Regions from separate parts of the Mus musculus genome. Here all the other regions are linked to region 3. A link is a contact called in public promoter capture Hi-C data. All regions are on one chromosome and are shown on one strand. Each heading gives the region's core, a stretch centred on a gene start, on an enhancer-like site or on the middle of the called end of the contact. The rest is flanking DNA. Distances are from core to core; before and after follow the strand shown. Region 1 overlaps Gpr156 (G protein-coupled receptor 156). Region 2 overlaps Arhgap31 (Rho GTPase activating protein 31). Region 3 holds the start of Maats1 (MYCBP-associated, testis expressed 1). Region 4 overlaps Arhgap31 (Rho GTPase activating protein 31). Region 5 holds the start of Gpr156 (G protein-coupled receptor 156). Region 6 overlaps Gpr156 (G protein-coupled receptor 156).

Region 1 (3,175 bases), core at 630-3,129, 390 kb after region 3:
TATTCATAAAACAGCAGCTAGACTTCCTACCCAGTGGAAGTCAAGCAATGTTCTTTCTCAGCTCCAAATCCCACCATGGCTTCCCGTAACATTCAGGGCACACTAATTACATCGACCTATAGAGTGCCCATGGATTGCTTCTTTGATCTCATCTGCTCCTATTTTGGCTCATTTAATCTGCTCCAGCCATATCTCTCTCCTTCCTTTTCTTTGAACAGTGGGCATGTTCCTTCTTCAGGGGTCTCATACTCTCTGTTCCCTCTGTCAGGGTTGGTTTTTCCTAATGACTTGTTTCCCAAGCCATTCTAATCTATTCTCAAGTGTTACCTCTCAGTCAGGTTTTATCTGGCCACACTGTCTAAACTACCCTATCCTAAGAACTCATATTCACTATTTCTCTTCACTAAAATCCCATATATTTATTATTTTCTGACTCATACTTTGAGAAAACAAATTCCATGAAGAATGTGATTTTTTTGTGTTCTCATGCTCTCTCCCCCCCATCCTCCCCCCCCCCCCCGGTGTGTGTGTCTAGTTTCTCCTTTAATATGACCCCAGAACTGTGGGGCAGTGAGCTGTACACAGACAGCCTGGTCCTCAGTTGAGCACAGGCCTGGAATCCCGGTGACCCTAAGGGATATAAAGTGGCCCTGGCTCCTGTCACAGCTACAGCCTCCCACAGCCCTCCCGCCCCCAAAGAGAGGTGTGTGGCTATCAGTTACATAGGCAATGCCCCAAGCTCCTGGTATTCTGTGTGGACTCCACCCCCACAGTTACTTGGCAACAGCCAGGTATGATCCTCTCCACAGTTACCTGGCAACAGCCAGGATGGCCCAGCCCACTATAAAAGGGGCTGTTTGCCCCCTCCTCCCGCTCTTATCTCTTATTCTCTTGCTCCTTTGCTCCCCCTCTCTCCGCTTTCCCTTCTCCTCTCTCTCTTCATGTGGCCATTGGCTGGCCTCTACTTCTCTACTCTCTCCCTCTCTCCGCCTTTCTACAATAAATGCCCTAAAACCAGGGACTGTCTCATCTCATCGGGATCCGCAGAGCAGGTCTTCCCCTAACAAGCCAGGAATCTAACCCCACCACCAACCCAAGCCGCCCATGGAGCAAGCCCTCTGAGCCAGCCAAGACTCTCCTCCCCACACTAACCAGCTGGAGCTCTCCTCCTGCCTTTTCCCCTTCAGCTCCCAGGCCAAAGTCCACCTGTGGGTCCCCACCCATTCTCAGCTCTTCCGCAACATCCAGCAGCGACTGTGGTGTCCAGACCTGAGAACCTGACATCCCTGGCCTCCGTGGGGCCCAGGGACCCCAGAACTGGCTCTTCCCTGGTACCTAGCAGCGTCTGTGGTACCCAAGAGTTGGAGTCTGACTCTGACAGGTCCGTGGGGACCCCCAGACTGCCCCTTCCTCACCCCTGAAGCGGAGGTCCTGTGGCAAACTCCCTGCGTCCACCACGCCCAGCGACCCAGACTCGGGACCCCATTTTTTTGACCCACACAGAACCTAGATAGTATCTGGCACACTGTGACAATTTGGGGTGTGTGTGTGTTGTGTGTGTGTTTAATTTAAATGACAGGGTGTCTATCTACTCCCAGCTGACCCAGAACTCCTGTGTATACGAATCTGGTCTTGAACTCACAGATCTGCCTGCTCAGAGAGCTGGGAGTGAAGACTTGCATTACCATGCTGGCTCCAGTAGCTAATTGTATAAACAACAGTCACCCACGTAAAACCTTGAATGCACAAAGGCCTTCTAAAAGTACAGCGCACATGGCCAGTAGTGTGCCCAGAGCAGATGGTTTCAGTAGAACGCTGGGACTGAGACGAAGGTTCAGTAAAACTACAGGCAGAAGGGCTTCGGGAACTTGCCATGTCGTGTCTGGGGAGGGAGTAAGCAGTGGGCCAAAGGGTCACAGTTAAGGCAGCTGCTTTGCTATGCACAGTCTGTAGAGCTGAAGCTGTGTTAAAGAGGGGAAAGAGCTTGTCTGTCTTCCAAGAGCTTATCCTTGTACTTGATTTTATTCCAGACCAGCTGAAGCGGTCCTTCGGGAAACAGCATAGTCTGGGCACAATGGAGGGCAAAGATGAAAACCCTCAGGGGCCCCGGGGTGTGGCCAGTGGTAGACTAATTGCCTGGAACGAGCAAGGCTCTGGGGTCTACCCTCAGTACCACTAATAAATAAATAAATGTATAAGTATTAACAATTCAAGAAGAGGGGCTGGAGCGACGTCTCAGTGGCTAAGAATACTGAACCAGGACTCGATTTCCAGCTTCTCCATGGCAGCTCACGTCTCCCAGTTTTAGGGATCTGGGGTCCATTTCTGGCCTCTGAGGGCACTCACTGCATGCACGTGGTGCACAGACATGCATACGGGCAAACCACCAATGAAAATAAAAACAAATCTTTTTTTTTTTTTTTAAGTTTCAAGGATCTCATTATGTGGTAAGAGAGTTAAAACACCCTCCTCCCAATTCAGTAAATCTCATTCATCATCAGCTGTAATAGGGCAACGACAGTTGTGTTCTGTTTTCTGTCTGTCTGTCTGTCTGTCTGTCTGTCTGTCTATCTATCTAGTGTGCTTGTGTGTGCGCATGTGGAGGTCAGAGGACAACTTATGGGAGACAGTTCTGTCTTTCTACTATATGGGCCCCGGGGGATTGAACCCAGGAGGTCAGGCTCGGTGGCAAGTGCCTTTACCACTTGGTTATCTTGCTGGCCCATGTGTCTTATCTATTTTTATTTTAAGATGCTTATTTATTTTTGGTTTCCTCAGACAGAAATTTTATTTTGGGCTGGTCTTGAACTCATGAGCCTCCTGCTTCTGACTCCTAAGGCTTGTCCACTATGCCTGGCTAGTTATGTGAATCCGCAGACACACACACACACACACACACACACACACGCATGGTGTGAGCAGTTCATCCAGGCTGAATATCCATCTAGGCCTGTCTGCCACATGGCTAAAGAGCGCCAAACCACTGAGCTGAGGCTGCTCTTATGGATTATTGCTACTGCCTCATTAACCTCCACACACTCTCACCCATATCCCATCCCACACGCAGGACCCAAGAAAGACCTTCTCTATGCACGATCTCACTGTTGCTTCGCATCTCTCTCCCTGCCCTGTCCCCACACGCCAGTGGCATCTGGCCTCATGACACCACATCTAG
Region 2 (3,146 bases), core at 622-3,121, 260 kb before region 3:
AGTGGTCAAGACAAGGACCGAAGAGTGAGGTTTAAGGAAGTCCACATGAGCAAGTGGGGAAGGTTAGGCAAGGAAGAGGAGGGAATGCTTGCCTCCGATGGCAATCGGGGCTCATCTATGAGACAGATTATGCCTCCATTATCATTCTCTTATGCTCTCAAGAGCTGCCTGTGATAGTAACCCTTGAAAGAAAGAAATTATTTTTTGACTGGGTCAGAAAAATCTTCCTGTTTTGATTGGAGGCTTCTTTGTGCTTTTTAATGCTCTTTAAAGCACTTGTTCTTTTAGAGCAGTTTTTAATAAGCTTATAAAGGTGTATTTACTCCCCCCTCCCCAAATAGAAGCAGATCTGGAAATGCAAACTAACATGCACGTAAGATCTCTAGGTCGGGGAACCTCCTTGTGCGCTTTCCCTGGGATGGCTGCAGACCTGTCCGAGGCGACCCACAAATCAGCACAGAAAGTCAGAGTCTGTACTCAAGAGCAAAGCCCCGACTGGTCCCACCTACAAATGCTTCTTGGTACTGGCTTTATTGTGACTCCACCTGCCACCGTGCTGATTAACAAATCCAGTAGCTAGGCAGACTGAGTCCTGAGCGGAGGACCACAAGACGTCTAGGTAGGCAGGGGTGATGTGTCTGCTCTCTTAATAGTACCAGAGTCCGGGTGCCACATGTCATAGAGGAAGGCACAACTTCAGACCTGATGTGTCTGAGCTGGTGAGGCATTAAAAGGAAAGCTCTAGCTCACCTTTACTCTCCAGCCCCAGCCTGGGCCCAGCCGGATGTGTAAAGAGGCCAGGAGGAGCCCCATCTGTCACTGTCCTCAGAAATGCCTTGCCTTTAGCCAGCGGCTCTCTTCCTTTCTCCTCCTCTCACTGTTGCTCAAGGGCAGATTTGAGACAGCACTGTCTGCATTTCCCATATCCACCATCCACTCGGGTGCTCTGACTTGCTCTGACTCTTGTCTGGACACAAGCAGATGCAGTATACCTGTCTGATGTCCCTTACACCTGCTGGAGGAAGGTTTCTGGCTCTTCCCCCACAAAGGCATAACGGGGCGCTTCTCAGATTCCAGCCTGGCTAAACTGTCCAGAAGCTTGGTCACTGCACAAGTTTCTCTAAAGACTGGCAGTATCTCTGGGCTGAGCCCACAAAGCCAGTACTGGAGTGGGTAAGGGGCTAAGCTGAAGTCATCTCCAGTGGGAGTGTAGAAGCTGATGGCCCATTGCAGATCTCATGCTCTCCTTTCCTTCCCTGATACACCTTAAGGATTTGAAATCTTGCCCTTGGTTTGTTTTGTTTTTGTTTTTTGGTTTTTTTTTGTTGTTGTTGTTAAGCCAGCGCCTGATGCAAGGATACCTAGAGTGACCTAAAGAGAGTGACCCTCCATGAGGAGCAAGGGGAACAGTTAATAGGCCTTCAGTCTTTGCTTTCTCATTAGGTGAGGAAAGCACTGGACCAACAAAAACTGAGATGTTGACCAAACAAGAAGTCTTAGGACATAGCATTTCTCCCTAGTCATGAAAGGTGAAGAAATATGGTGTGGAGAGGCGAAAAGTGGCTATGTTCTGGAGACCTGAAAAGTGCATTCCTGCCTCAATCAGGAAATACGGTGGACAAGCTTGGTGCCAGGCTCAATGTCGGTGTATGCTTTGATAAAGACGTGCTCCAGTTAGAATGTGACAGGAAAAGAGCCAAGTACCAAACGAAACACTGAGACAACTTAATGGCTGTTCTCTTTCCTAATATTTCTGGGTGTATTTTTATTGGCAGCAAGACAAAAAAGCAATCATTTCCACACTGGCAGGTGACTTAAATTCTGAGGACTGATTTCAAAATGACTACCACGTTCCCTTACACACCATTCACTTATGACATCACCTTCAGGAGAGCAGACATGTGGGCGTGTCCATGCCCCACTGTCATCTGTTTGGAAATAGTCCTTACTTCGGTTTTCCTCAGCCAGCCAATTCCAGAAGGGCTTGGAATCTTCACCGTCTCAGTGCCCTCCCTGCCTCTCCAGTGTGGTCCTCTAACAACTGTCACACACATGGTGGTAAATTTAGTGCGCTGGGTGAGCCTGGTGCTCGTAAAATCCCATTTCATGACAAAGGCACTGTTCCTCAAAATGCTGGGGTCGCCATTTGGCCACCACTTGGAGCTCTCATATTGGACCCCTGAGAATAGCCAAGTGAGAATCACTCTACTTGCTTCCATCCAGGGTCTGGGAGAAGCACCACTGTTATCAGGACCTGCTGATGTGCCAGAAAGGGCAGGAGAGCAGGTCTTCAGGGCAACTGCCAGTCCACAAAAAGGGGTAGCTCAAAGACTGAAGTTCAAATGAAATATGTACACATACACTTTTTTTGGCATATTATCTTTGCTTAAGATAATTCATATTTATTTACAAAATAGTCCTCCCAGACTACTTTTTCTCCCTTTTGCCAAAACGGACTGGAGAAAGAGCATTTGGTTTTTATTCTCTGCTCTTGGAATATGAAAAGACCTAACCAAGACCAAGACCTCGCTATGAAATACTAGCTTAATCCAAGCCTTAAAATTCAAAATATTACCCAAGTTCAATTTCTGGTTTCTGGAGGCACTAAACATGTACGTGTCACCATCCTTACCAAGTACTTACCCAAAATTTGGTAAGAGGGCACTGGGTACCTTAGCAGCACTCCAACACAGTTGAGCGTGGTCTAACAGAGAAAAGGGATAAATGGAGCAGCCTGAAACAACTGGAGCAGGGTGAGACCCACCATTAGACACCAAGCCATGGCAGAAAGCAGCAGCTAGCACCTTCACTAGGACTGTTGACAGTATTCAAATGACCTACTAATAAATATTCTAATTAAGCAGAATTGCAAAGCCAATAAAATATATCAGTGGATACCCTTGGGTGTTGAGAACTTTGTTTTTAGAGATCAAAGCGAGGGTGAACTAAGTGTTTTCGATCGTTTCCATGGTTCTCATTGGTTGTAAAGCCTACCTGTTGGCTATCTACTTGGAAACCAAGGAGGGTCTGATCCCACACACCTTAAGAAAGAATTGGAGAGCCTTTGATCACCCAGAAAATGATTTAATTTCCGCTGTTGATGAAGTCACACATAGGCCCAAGATGAACTGTCAATTTCATGTAGT
Region 3 (2,861 bases), core at 218-2,717:
TGTCTCTATCACCCATCACTCTTTCCTACTCAGAGTCAAGGACAGACAGTGGCCCCTCCCTTATAAGACAAAGGGAATCAGCCCCTGTGTAGAGTTCTCTCAACATGATTAGAATTGGGCTGGAGAGATGGCTCAGCGGTTAAGAGCACTGATTGCTCTTCCGAAGGTCCTGAGTACAAATCCCAGCAACCACATGGTGTCTCACAACCATCCCTAATGAGATCTGATGCCTTCTTCTGGGGTGTCTGAAGACAGCTACAGTGTACTTACATATAATAATAAATAAATCTTAAAAAAAAAGATTAGAATTAACTTTGTTAGTGATAATAGCGAGATTATTTTGGACTAGTGTGTATCTCAGTAGTAGAGTGCTTATAGCATATGTGAGACCCTAAATTCAATTCCCAATGCCACAAAAATAATGAATGAATAAATAAATGAACAATATTAGTTCGAGGCGTTGGCTAATTTTAAGGTAAAATGATACTATGAAATTTCTTTTTAAAAGAAGAATGGATCATGGGCAAAAGCTGACCCATTTCTGCCTCTCTAGTTTTCATTGCAGGATTTATTTATTTATTTATCTATTTAAAGCAGAGACTACGCATGCACCATAATACCAAGAGCAGCAGCCTGGAGATAGAGTTCCTATTACAGAAGCCAATGTCCGCTTTTATACTGCTCCAAGGCCCAACACACAGGAACTTGGATTTCTCCACCTTGTGGAAAGAGGCTTTCAGAAATGAAAGTACCGCCAGGCTTGGTGGTGCACGCCTTTAATCCCAGCATTTGGGAGGCAGAGGCAGGCGGGATTTCTGAGTTCGAGGACAGCCTGGTCTACAAAGTGAGTTCCAGGATAGCCAGAGCTACACAGAGAAACCCTGTCTCGAAAAACCAAAAAGAAAGAAGGAAAGAAAGAAAGAAAGGAAGAAAGGAAGGAAGGAGAAAGAAAGAAAGAAAGAAAGAAAGAAAGAAAGAAAGAAAGAAAGAAAGAAAGAAAGAAAGAAAAGAAGGAAAAGGAAAGGGAAAGGAAAAGAAGAAATGAAAGTACCCAATTCTAGCAGGTGAAGAGATTTCCCATGGATTTCTAGAAGATACTGGCGGCAAGGGCGGTCACTAGCAAATAGCTCTTGGTTTTCTCAAGTAGCCCTTTCCCCAGCATCTGACGTCAGCTCTATTGGGCAGAATCCCTATCCCTTAGCCTCTTCTTCCTGGCCCTGCTTCTTTCCATGCTAGATTTTCCCTTTCTCTTGACTATTCCCTTCCAGTACCCAGCTCCTCAGGTCGCCCCACGTCTTGCCTCTTCATTCTGCCAGGTTTGTTCACCCTGTATCCCAAAATCTACTCTGTCGCTCCTTTCTGCCTCTTCAAACTGCCCCCAGAGCCTTTCCCCCTGCCCTTTCACTTCTCCGCCCCGCCTCCCCGCCTCCTGAAACTCGCCCCGCCCCTTATCCCTGCGTGCTTCTGCGGTTGCCATAGCTACGGTGTACACAGCTACCAAGCCTCCCATAGCTGTTTTTCTGCTGGCGGGAGGGAAAAAGGCAGCACCATGAGCCAGACAGTGACCATCCAGGAACCCAGGCCCAATGATCAGAGGATTCCGTATCAATGCAGAGAGGTGCGGAGGGCCAAGGGCGGATTCGCCAATCGAACGTACGATTACCTGTACGGTAAGGACTGCCCACTCCTCCTGGGAGCTAATGTAACCTGGTAGGGTGTGCTAAAAAACAAGCTCCAGGACAAACCCTCTGGCTCTGGACCGCACAGGTGGGAGCCCTAAGTCCCAAGTACGCTGTGGGCCACGCGCTCTGCAGCACTTCGGAAGCCACAGGTGTGCGCAGCTTCTCCAAGTGCCAGACGGGGGTCACCCCTTTTCCCTCTGATAATTTAATCTTCCTGAAACCTAGTCTGGTTTCAATCATTCAGGTGCACATTCATAAAAGTGTGAAGTGAGCCGGGTGGTGCATGCCTTTAATCCCAGCACTTGGGAGGCAGAGGCAGGTGAATTTCTGAGTGCGAGGCCAGCCTGGTCTACAAAGTGAGTTCCAGGACAACCAGGGCTACACAGAGAAACCCTGTCTTGAAAAAAACCAAAAAAAAAAAAAAAAAAAAAAAAAAAGAAAGAAAGAAAGAAAGAAAGTGTGAAGTGATTTGCAGAGCTGGAGAGGCACGCAATGCATTCAAACACACATGTCCAGTGAAAGTGATAGTGATTTTCCTGCCCCAGGTTCTGACAAATCCAAATTTGGGGTTCTGGGTAAAGAGGTTCCAGTTGGCTTCATGTTTGTTTTCAGTGGTTTCCTCCTCTTCCTCCTCCCCTCTTTCTCCAACCTTCTGTTAATCAAAACATTGTTGATAAACTCAGTGCACCCATTCCCCTAGGACCAATTAAATTCCGGTTTATGTTATGCCCTGATTTTCCATTTGTGGTCTTCCTCTCCAGACCTTAAGTTCTGGTTCACACATGTCTGTCATCCTCTTGAGCCTATTACAATACTGTACACAGTATTATGTATAAAAGTGTTAACTAGACTACTGGATTTATACCACAACAAGTGCAACCATTTAAGCACGATGCTTTCTTTTTCTGATTTTTTCCCTCTGTAGAAACAGGCTGTCACCTGAGCCCTGCATAATTTTCAGCCTTATGGTATTTCCTTTGGATCTCCAGAATCTCTTCTGAAAACCTGTTTTCTTGGATTGGGCTGTGTAATTACCGACTGCATGCTCTCTTAGTTAGCTTTTCTATTGCTGGGACAAAACATCATGATCAAAAAGCAAGTTGGGAGGGAAAGGGTTTATTTAGCTTACACTTCTACATTGCTGTTCATCACCAAAGGAAGCCAGGACAGGAACTCAAG
Region 4 (3,158 bases), core at 578-3,077, 310 kb before region 3:
GGAGGGGAGGGGAGGGGAGGGGAGGGGAGGGGAGGGGAGGGGAGGGAAGGAAGCTATGGTAAACTGGACTTTTCCCTGCACACTAGAATGATGGTATTCTGTCTACAGAATACATGCCCTGATCTCCCTTGTAGGAAGCAATGGTGAAAGGGTGAAAACACAGGCAGCCTGGCTCCAGAGCTCATTTACTTAACTAGAAGCCAGAGAAAGATTTATGTACTTCTTCCCACAACACACAAGGCCCCCGAAGGTGAGGACTCCAGCTCTGCTTCTGGCTATGTCCTTGATACCTGGTACTCAGTCCCTATGCACAGAATAGGCACCAAGAAGGTCTGGATGGGTAAATCTACCTGGGAGCTATAGAAGAGGGTGGGTTATGACCTCGGTTTGTCTCATGCAGAGACCCGAACAGCGACCTCTTTTCCCTTGCTCTGTCTCCTTCTCAGATGCTTAGAGACAATTACTGAAGTTCGCCAAGTAGGATCAGCACACGGTTGCAAATCACAAGACAAACGTCAGGGACTTCTTATCTTGAGTCAGATCATAAAAGCTATCAGGCCTTGTCCATCTCTCATATGTGGTCACTTAAAGGCCCTTTGCCTACTCTCCCTAGGCCAGCTCTTGTAGGTAGAGAGTGGGTCACACCTCCTGGCTCCTGACCAGTCAATCCCCTTGATCTTCCATTGGGCCCTCGGCCTGAGAATCTGCCCCATCTTCCCTGGAGCTGATGGCCAAGAATGTCTCTCAGATCTCCTCTGCAGTCCTCAGTATTCTTTCACAGCACCTAGCCTGAGGACACTCCCTCCCAGCTGTGACCACACCCTTAGAGCCTACTACTTCCATCTCTGTGCAGGAAATTTAAGCCTTGGACAATCCTTTGCAAGCCTACACCCTCTTCAAACAGGAATCACCAGATCCTTACAAAAATAAACGAACCTCCTCTCCTCTTTGCATGGGATCAGAAGATTGCATATTTACAGAGGGGAGGCAGTCTCTGGCAGCCCGCTCCCTTTCCTCTGCAGAAAGATGTCATTAAATCCAATGACTCTGGCCCACAGCTACAGAACGAACAAGGGCTCTGCCTGACATTTTTGCTCTACCCGATATTTAGCTGCCATGTAATTGAACTAACCTGCCTGCAAGCTGATGCCATGTGCAGCGTACTAAGGTACAACTTTGAGTCACACAGGAGTCTGGCCCATCGCTCTACTTGTGGGGGATCAGATAAACATGATTAATTTGACTTGACCACTAAGGGAGAGTCTTAAGTTTGAACACCCTGAATTACATCTGCCATCAAAGTGTGTGTTAGCTTGGTCACAGAGAAGCCTACTGGGTAGTTAAGCCTTAATTCTGAAAATTAGAGAGAAAGGAGATCTGAAGCACTTGGCACACGACTCTTGCCGTGGTTCAGTCTCTCTCCAGCTCCGGGCTTCGCTGCTGTTGAGCTGGGTGGCCGTGGATGGAGCCCTGAACGTCCTGGGGCCTCAGGTTGCCTGGCACCGAGTCAGGCGTGTTTAACCAAGTCCCTTCCAAGTCATAAGCTTTCAGCCTTAATCCCAGACATATCTGGCAAAAATCATGTCTGAAGATAGCACTGACGTGGGAGGAGGGAGCAGACCAGGGGCTCTCAGTGTGGGCCTCTGGTTGGGTCTTCAGAGGATGGGACTGATGTTTGAGCTGCTAATCTTCGGGACAGAAGCCTGAATGTCACCGTGCCTTGTGGTTTTAACAAACCACAGATTGCTGTGAGTGTTTGCCTGGCTTTCCATGAGAGATAAAAGCCCTGTCTGCTGAGGTGCAGGGGAGGCCCCTCTGCAGGAACACAGTGTGAGAACCAGTTTGTGATACGGAAAGGGGGAGGGGCACCGGCTGCAGAGTCCACCCTTAGAGCTCAGTTCCGTTCCCCCGGGGGCCACAAAGCCAAGACTTAAATGACTCAGGCTCTCATGATCCGCATCATAAGCGAAGGCCTTGACTCTTCAGAGGTGTGCAGGGATTGGAGTTGCTTTGAAAACGACTTTCTCTGAAGTGGATGGACTAGTCTTAGGGTTGGCGTCTCTCGCATAGGTTTTAAAGACCATAGTCTCAGTATCTGCTGGGGTGTTTTCCAGTCTGGGAAAGGGGTGACAAGGTCTTCAGGGTCCCACATGTAAGTAGAGAGAGTGATGTCGAGGAAAGGATGGAGATTCTGCTATCTCACGCACGGGCAGATCTGTGTCTTCAAAAGCTTGGTGTAGCAACTGACCCACTCCTCCTTTCACGCCAAACATGCATACATACATGCATACATACATACATACATACATACATACACACACACACACACACACACACACACACACACATACACACATACATACATACATACATACATACATACATACATACTAATACACACACACACACATTATTGATCTTTCTCCAAGAGTGTTCCTAACACCTTTCAGGGAACTCTTTCTGAGTTTGTTTTCTGTCAGCTCCCGGGAGACCCTTTTGTACATTAATATGGAGACCCTCCCCTAGGCTGTTCTTCTAAGACGCTGGTTCTTGACAGAACTCCCTGCCTCTTATAAGCTGTTGGGAATAGCTCCTGCCGCAAGCCCCACCTAAGTCCCGTGGTAAACTGTGTGGCTGTGGACACATCTCTTACATCACAGACACTGAAGCACTTTCATTGCTAACTAATACAGAGGATGCGATTGGATGACTCTTATTCTTACATCCATCTGTAGGTTTTTTGGGGTTTTTTTGTTTTTGTTTTTTGTTGTTGTTGTTGTTGTTGTTTTGTCTACTAATTACTTACAATCCTTGTACAATGACAATTTTTAATTTTTAAATAATTACTTACAATCCTTGTACAATGACAATTTTTTATTTTTAAATTACATTTTATTTATTTGCTTGAGGCTTGGAGGGTTTGAAGGTCAGAGGACACCTTGTGGTAGTTGGTTCTGTGCCTTCAATCATTGCAGGCCCGAGGATGGAACTTCGGTCGTCAGGGTTGATAGCAGGTGCCTTTACCCACTGAGCCAACCGGCCATCCTCAAAGAATAAATTTTTTTAAAATATTAAATAAAATAAGTGTATAAAGCAGCCAGTGTTTTCAGTCACTAGACAAGCTTGTGCAAGACATAAATCGCCTGAAAAGGGTTACA
Region 5 (2,822 bases), core at 89-2,588, 430 kb after region 3:
AAGTTTCCATAAAGGCTTTGCCTCTGACCAGACCAACTCTAGGGAACAGAGAGAAGCTAAAGCTGGGGGCAATGATAGAGAAGCAGAAAGAATATGCCAGATACAGTGGTGGTCCTGCAGGGGAATCACACAGACAAAATGGGACCAGGGAGCCCCCTCTCTTTCTGAGAGAGTCCCAACTCAAGCCAGCCTGCCAAGGCACTTTATATCCCAGAGTCAAAGTGTCTACAGCCCCCAGACAAGTGATTCCCTCCTCATTTATCTGGATACACCCATTTGTTCCTTCTGCAGCAGTTAAAACTACAAACTTGGAAGCCTGGCTGGTGTTCCAACTCCTGGGAGAATCCAGCTATTGGTGGAGAAAAGGTGTTTCTCCCCCACCCTCTTTGGCGGCCTTGCTGCTTAATTAACACACCAACAAATATGGTGGTTTTAAACTCCCATCTGAAAACTCTTCTTTTTCAATGAAGTATTCACACTCTTAGCATCTCCCTCCACAGCTTGTTTAAGGAATACACTGGGAAAACAGGTTTATCAGAGGTACCTAGTTCTCATGCATCCAGAAAATAAACAAATGGGTAGAGTGGCTACACCGTCTTCCCTACACAGTTTAATCTCGAAATGTTAACAGGTAACAGAAAGCATTAAGGAAGTAGCACGTGATGCCCAACTTTCTAAGTGGAAGCCTCTACAACACGCTTGGAAACTGCTGCTGGTCAGATCCAAGGATGCTCAGGAGCCTGGGTCACTCCTCCAGTGCCCAGGAACAAAGCCTCCACACAGAACATAGGCGGTGTAGTAAAACTTTCTTCTCAGACTTCAGAGAGGGGGTGGGGGAACGTCAGCTCACCACCCTGCCCTCGGGGTGAGCTTGCACCTGCAGGGTAGATTTGGGGTCACGCTTGGAAATCACCCGAGTGTGGGAAATAGTTCTGAGATCTCCTTTTTGAGCACTTTGTTGCTTATTCAATAAAATAGAGAAGTCACACTGGGTTCACTCTCCCCTCCCCTTTTTCCTCCCAAATTATCAACGCCATCCCTGATGCGTGGCCACGCGCTCTTCCCTACTTTTTGGACTTCTTAAATCATTTCTGAATATCCTGCTCAGGTTTTGAATAGGAGAAGGGACTCCTGCCCTCTCCATTTCTTACTGGAGGTGTCTGTGTCCATAGGGAGGTCCTACAAAATCTGGGGTCTTCAAGGGCGCACTGTGCTCACCTTGCGGGGTCCCCGTCCGCAGAGATGCGCCGAGCCCGCGGCCGGGATTGGGACGCGCGTGCTCTTCCGGTCTCTGGTGGGCTCTCGGGTTTGGAAGGTGGCGGGAGGGACGCGGACCGCGCCCATCGCCTCGTAGACAGCCGGAGTGGCGGCTGTGCGGTGTGCGCGGTGCCCTGCGGGTCGCCTCCTCCTCTGTCTGACCGCCGTCCCTCCTCTGGCGCCACCCCGCGCCGCGACCGGACCCTGCGCTCGGCTGCAGGCCTCTCTACTCCGGAGTCCCTTTACTCCCGCATCCTCCACTCCTCCAAAGACGTCCACTCCTGTTTGAGCGGTTCTCTGGGCGACTTCCTGCTGCTGTGCTCAAAGAGCCGCTTGCAGCGCCGGTCTGAGGAGCCCTGTAGCCCGAGGATGCTCAGACCTCCGGAGCAGGTCCTGTGCCTGGTTCCTCAGTCTCAGATCCCGGTTTCTGGTTTTTTGTTTGTTTGTTTGTTTGTTTGTTTGTTTGTTTTGTTTTGCTTTGTTTTTGTTTTGTTTTGATACGGGGGGAGGTTATCCATTAGCTTTCCCTTGGCCTTTTGCATTTCTCCTTCCCTCTTCTTTTTCTTACTCCCCGCCTTTCCCTCTCATCTCTTCTTTTTCCTCATTCTTCATTTTTTATTTGGGCATTTTTTGATTCTTTACATTGAGCTTGTGTTTATTTTAGAAAGACAAGAATGTTGCTTATAATAGGAATGCGTGTGTGTGTGTCTGTGTGTCTGTGTGTGTGTGCATGTGTTTTCCCGTGACAAGGTTTCTCTGTGTAACAGCCCTGGCTGGCCTGGAATTCACTTTGGAGACCAGGCTGGCCTCGAACTCACAGAGTTCGACTGCCTCTGCCGCTGGAGGGCTGGGATTAAAGGCTTGCATTTCAAACACCACATTTTGACCACATATTTTAGGGACAGGAGGGGAGGGGGAACCGAGTAGGACTTCAGGGTTCAGATCACACATGGTAAGGAGGATTGGCTTTAAAATTTTTTAACCCCTCCCTCACTATTTCACCCAAAGGCTTCTTTTCACAGGAAAATACTTCATTGGAGAGGAAAATATGGGGAAAGAAATGAAGCAAACGTTTTATTCAGGACAATGCGTGTTTCTCACATCTTGTCCTGAATGTGAGACACTGAGCAAAATGTGAGTTTCTGTTCTGTGCAGTTAGATGCTGTCATTGGGGAGGCCCCCTTTGATTCTCCACTTTTGGGGTTACTCAGTTTAAAAGCCCAGGACAGGGATGTTGGAACAATGCCTCATGTGGTAGAGCAATCACTCTGGAAGCGTGAGGACCTGCTGGGGTTCCCCAACAAAAGCCTCTGCCTGTAATCTCAAGGCTGGAGGCAGCGAAGGGGACAGGCAGATTTCTGGGGTTTGCTGGACGGCCAGTTTACATTGGTAAGCTTTAGGTGCAGTGGGAGTGTCTGTCTCAGAATCACTGTGGAGCATAATTGAGGGAGACAACTACCATCAGTGCTCTGCACTCCACGTGTATGCACGCACAGTCACGTTTCTGGCACAGTCTTTCTCCATCACTCTCACTTCAGTGTCCAAAGCTGGATCTTGAGTCTGTC
Region 6 (2,862 bases), core at 27-2,526, 350 kb after region 3:
AAGTAGTCTTTAAAAGCTGAAATAGTCAGGAAATGGAGTCCCCCCTTTTCTGAAAAAAAAAAAAATTGTAGATCAGGTGATACCTTGGTTTCAGTCAAATAAAGCCCATTTTTGATACTTGCCCTACAGAACTGCAAGATACTACATTTGTTCTGCTCAAAGCCATTGGCACCTATTAGAGCAGCCACAGGAACTCCTGTGGGAGTACAGCGTCATCTGTAACAGGCCACGCCGTGCTCCTAGAAGCTCAGAGCTGCAGAGGATCCAGGGGATCCCAGGTTGGTTCCCAGCACAGGAATGGTGGCTCGCAACTGTCTGTTCCGTTCCAGGGGATCTCGTACTCTGTTTTGGCTTCTGTGGGCACCAATAATGCACCTGGTACAAAGACATACATGCAGGCAAAACATTCATACACATAAAAAAATACAAATAAAGTCGACTTTAGCAAAGAGGCAAGATGGCACAGTGGGTAAGGATGCTTGCTGCTAGGCCTGGTGACCTGGGTTCAATCCCAGAGACCCCCCCCCCCTAGTGGAAGGAGAGAATTAACTTCTCCTTTGAGTTGCCCTCTGGTCTCCATCCACGCCCATGGCATGTACACACATCATACGCCCATGCACATATACGTATGCATATGCACACACACATACACACAAGTAAAATAATTTTTAAAATGATAAGATGAAAAGGGATATTCCGTCCTTGGAGCTCCTCCCACTATTGGGAGCTCTTTCTCATATTTTGTCTTATCTCTTCCGATCTGCTTGCTGCTATTCTCTCAAGACTGTCCTCCAACGCTCGTTTGATGTGAAGATGCCACAAGTTTTAGCAAAGTCTGGGGAGGCTTCCAAAGCATTCAATGCACATTGTAATTCTTCTTATGAATACTCCCTATGAGACTTAAGGAGGCGAAGGGCCCTGTGCTTCACCACATGTCCACAGTGGCTAAGATGTGACCAAAGGATACCTGAATAAGTGAAGGAAGCTTTTCTGTACAATTCTCCAGTCTTGTGGTTCCTAGATAAAGGGGACAAATCCTAAGTGTGTCGTGTACGCTGGGCAGGAAAAGCAAATGTCCTTGGAATTTTGTCTTTCGGAACGGAATGGAAGGGTGGGGGATGGGAGTTGGGGGATGGGTCACGCTCAGGTCGCAGAAGCAGGGGTTGTCTAATGGCTGGCGATGACCTCAGCGCTTGGCATCAGATACACCCAGGCATTTCCTGACAGCCCATGTGTGTACAAGCTTTTTGCCTTATATTCGCTTCACCCTGCTCTCTAGCGCTGCCTAGAGACGCTTCTAAGTCACAGCAGATCTGAAGGCTCTGGCCAGCCGGGGACTCATCTCCCTGCAGCTACCAACCGATCCTCTCCCAGGTTCCCTGGGACACTCCCATAATGTGCTCAGCTGTCTCACCGCCCTGGGGACTCAGTGTGAGTCTCACAAGGAAAGCCATGCTTCTGCCAAACATCTTTGGGCCAGAGATGAAATCAGTTTAGGGACAGACCTCGGTCATTTTTCTCTGATGAAAAGAACTTAGACCCTAAATCTACAATACTATAAGATATGGTTTAGTCTCATACCATGGTCAGTTTAAGAGGGAAAAGAGAGAGAGAGAGAAAGGGAGGGAGGGAGGAAGGAAGGGAGGGAGGGAGGGAGGGAGGGAGGGAGGGAGGGAGGGAGGGAGGGAGGGAGGGAGGGGAAGGAGGAAGCAGAATGCTTGTGTCTGAGGCTCAGGATGCACAGGGTTAGAGCGAGGAGCAGAAACCAAACTAGGACCATGCAGGGAGGTTGTGGATTCCCTCCATTTTCAAAGGGCATTTTGCTCAAATCAGAAAGCCTTTCCTTTAAAATTTCTTGGTGATAAGTTCTTTCTCCCCTTCTCCCCTTCTGCCTTCCTCCCCCCCCTTCCCTTCCTGTTTCCCTCCTCTCTCCCTCCCCCTCCTTCAGAGATGAACTTCGCCCCTAGACCGATTCTTCATATTCTTTATATTTTTTAATCAGTCTCTTATTTTTCTCTGTCTTTTGCTTCCTTCATTTCTTAGCTCAATACTTTTGTAGTGTCCAGATTGCCCACTCAGTGCTTCAGTTCAACCTAACATCATTTTTTTAAATCCCTGTTCAATATTTCATCATCTAAGACTAGATTCCTGGCCTTGTGGTTTACTTTTGTTGAAAAGAGGCAATGTCCTTGGAATCCTATTGACCAAGCAAAATAAATAGCTTGGAACATTTTCTACTGCGGAAGAAGGCATCGTCACGAAATCTTCAGAGGCTTGTTCACTTTTGTACCTGTGTGTTTTCCTTAAGAGACCTCTCCTCCTGAATGTATACCCTTACATGGAAGGAACTAGAGTCTCCTAGTGTAATAAATATAGTTTATTGATCATAAGCCGACTGCCATCACACCAGACATTACATATATTCAAGGCAGAGAGAACATAAAAGGGATATATCAACAGTCTCAGCCTGCTCCCCGTCGCCCCCAGGACAGTACAAAGTCTGTCTCTCAGAAGCCTTCTAGGCAACCTCTAGTGTTCCAAATGATGTTCTGGGGACACCTCTAGCTGTAAGGGAGGCTGACAGAGCAAATGCTTAGTTCTTTTCTAGGCAAACAAGAAAGGAAAGGAGCAGGGAAAGAAGTCTAGGAGGCCCAAAAGTTTCTCTTTGCCTCCCATCTCCCAGGAAGAAGGACCCCCACCCCCAGCCCCAACCCCTAGCCACCCCACACACACACCACCCCCACTCTTCCGGCATCCCAGACAATGAGCCTCTATTTCTAAGGGGCCTTCTTCAGCCCAGTTCCTACAACAACAAGATGCTGCAAAAGTTTCTCTGCTTATGGTACAAAGGCTGCACCCAGC

Evidence for each region. Promoter capture Hi-C pulls out the DNA fragments that hold promoters and counts their contacts.
Region 1: a promoter capture Hi-C map of 3T3-L1-derived adipocytes shows a contact between it and region 3, with 3 times the contacts expected there. The contact joins the enhancer-like site here to the promoter of Maats1 in region 3. A contact is called at or near these places in 11 of 39 promoter capture datasets (the 3T3-L1 cell line, 3T3-L1-derived adipocytes, the C10 cell line and 4 more).
Region 2: a contact with region 3 is called in a promoter capture Hi-C map of embryonic stem cells, with 7 times the contacts expected there. The contact joins the enhancer-like site here to the promoter of Maats1 in region 3. A contact is called at or near these places in 15 of 39 promoter capture datasets (the 3T3-L1 cell line, the C10 cell line, HPC-7-derived erythroid cells and 6 more), 5 of 484 Hi-C or Micro-C datasets (embryonic stem cells and macrophages), 5 of 115 datasets of contacts at active chromatin or transcription factors (embryonic stem cells and large pre-B cells) and 1 of 9 other capture datasets (adipose tissue).
Region 4: a contact with region 3 is called in a promoter capture Hi-C map of stem cell-derived epiblast-like cells, with 2.3 times the contacts expected there. The contact joins the enhancer-like site here to the promoter of Maats1 in region 3. A contact is called at or near these places in 6 of 39 promoter capture datasets (the 3T3-L1 cell line, the C10 cell line, HPC-7-derived erythroid cells and 2 more) and 1 of 9 other capture datasets (liver).
Region 5: a promoter capture Hi-C map of embryonic stem cells shows a contact between it and region 3, with 8 times the contacts expected there. The contact joins the promoter of Gpr156 here to the promoter of Maats1 in region 3. A contact is called at or near these places in 17 of 39 promoter capture datasets (the 3T3-L1 cell line, 3T3-L1-derived adipocytes, the HPC-7 cell line and 8 more), 1 of 15 datasets of contacts at CTCF or cohesin (embryonic stem cells), 4 of 484 Hi-C or Micro-C datasets (all in embryonic stem cells) and 3 of 115 datasets of contacts at active chromatin or transcription factors (embryonic stem cells and stem cell-derived neural progenitor cells).
Region 6: a promoter capture Hi-C map of the C10 cell line shows a contact between it and region 3. The contact joins the enhancer-like site here to the promoter of Maats1 in region 3. A contact is called at or near these places in 10 of 39 promoter capture datasets (the 3T3-L1 cell line, 3T3-L1-derived adipocytes, the C10 cell line and 5 more) and 2 of 484 Hi-C or Micro-C datasets (both in embryonic fibroblasts).

What each region holds. Positions count from the first base shown.
Region 1 is chr16:37,954,480-37,957,654 of GRCm38.p6, reverse strand. The region is part of intron 3 of Gpr156 (G protein-coupled receptor 156); the gene reads right to left. Among named protein-coding and RNA genes, the nearest start is that of Gm36225, 32 kb to the left of the region's middle. Within about 2 kb of position 1,879, at least 37 of the 459 cell types and tissues checked have an H3K27ac peak or open chromatin away from gene starts, as enhancers often do. A contact at or near this core is called in 3T3-L1-derived adipocytes, where this site is marked.
Region 2 is chr16:38,598,091-38,601,236 of GRCm38.p6, reverse strand. Arhgap31 (Rho GTPase activating protein 31) reads left to right here. Exons shown (of 12, transcript NM_020260.2): 12 at 1-2,894. Among named protein-coding and RNA genes, the nearest start is that of Gm36482, 15 kb to the left of the region's middle. Within about 2 kb of position 1,871, at least 13 of the 459 cell types and tissues checked have an H3K27ac peak or open chromatin away from gene starts, as enhancers often do.
Region 3 is chr16:38,340,466-38,343,326 of GRCm38.p6, reverse strand. It overlaps Maats1 (MYCBP-associated, testis expressed 1), which reads left to right and starts at 1,467. Exons shown (of 17, transcript NM_001081025.1): 1 at 1,467-1,670. The coding sequence starts at 1,550.
Region 4 is chr16:38,652,225-38,655,382 of GRCm38.p6, reverse strand. The region is part of intron 1 of Arhgap31 (Rho GTPase activating protein 31); the gene reads left to right. Gm36482 (a long non-coding RNA gene) reads right to left here. Exons shown (of 6, transcript XR_003951954.1): 6 at 2,890-3,045. Among named protein-coding and RNA genes, the nearest start is that of Gm36482, 39 kb to the right of the region's middle. Within about 2 kb of position 1,827, at least 100 of the 459 cell types and tissues checked have an H3K27ac peak or open chromatin away from gene starts, as enhancers often do. A contact at or near this core is called in liver, where this site is marked.
Region 5 is chr16:37,915,012-37,917,833 of GRCm38.p6, reverse strand. Gpr156 (G protein-coupled receptor 156) reads right to left here and starts at 1,338. Exons shown (of 10, transcript NM_153394.2): 1 at 1,219-1,338.
Region 6 is chr16:37,993,240-37,996,101 of GRCm38.p6, reverse strand. The region is part of intron 8 of Gpr156 (G protein-coupled receptor 156); the gene reads right to left. Among named protein-coding and RNA genes, the nearest start is that of Gm36225, 6.4 kb to the right of the region's middle. Within about 2 kb of position 1,276, at least 142 of the 459 cell types and tissues checked have an H3K27ac peak or open chromatin away from gene starts, as enhancers often do.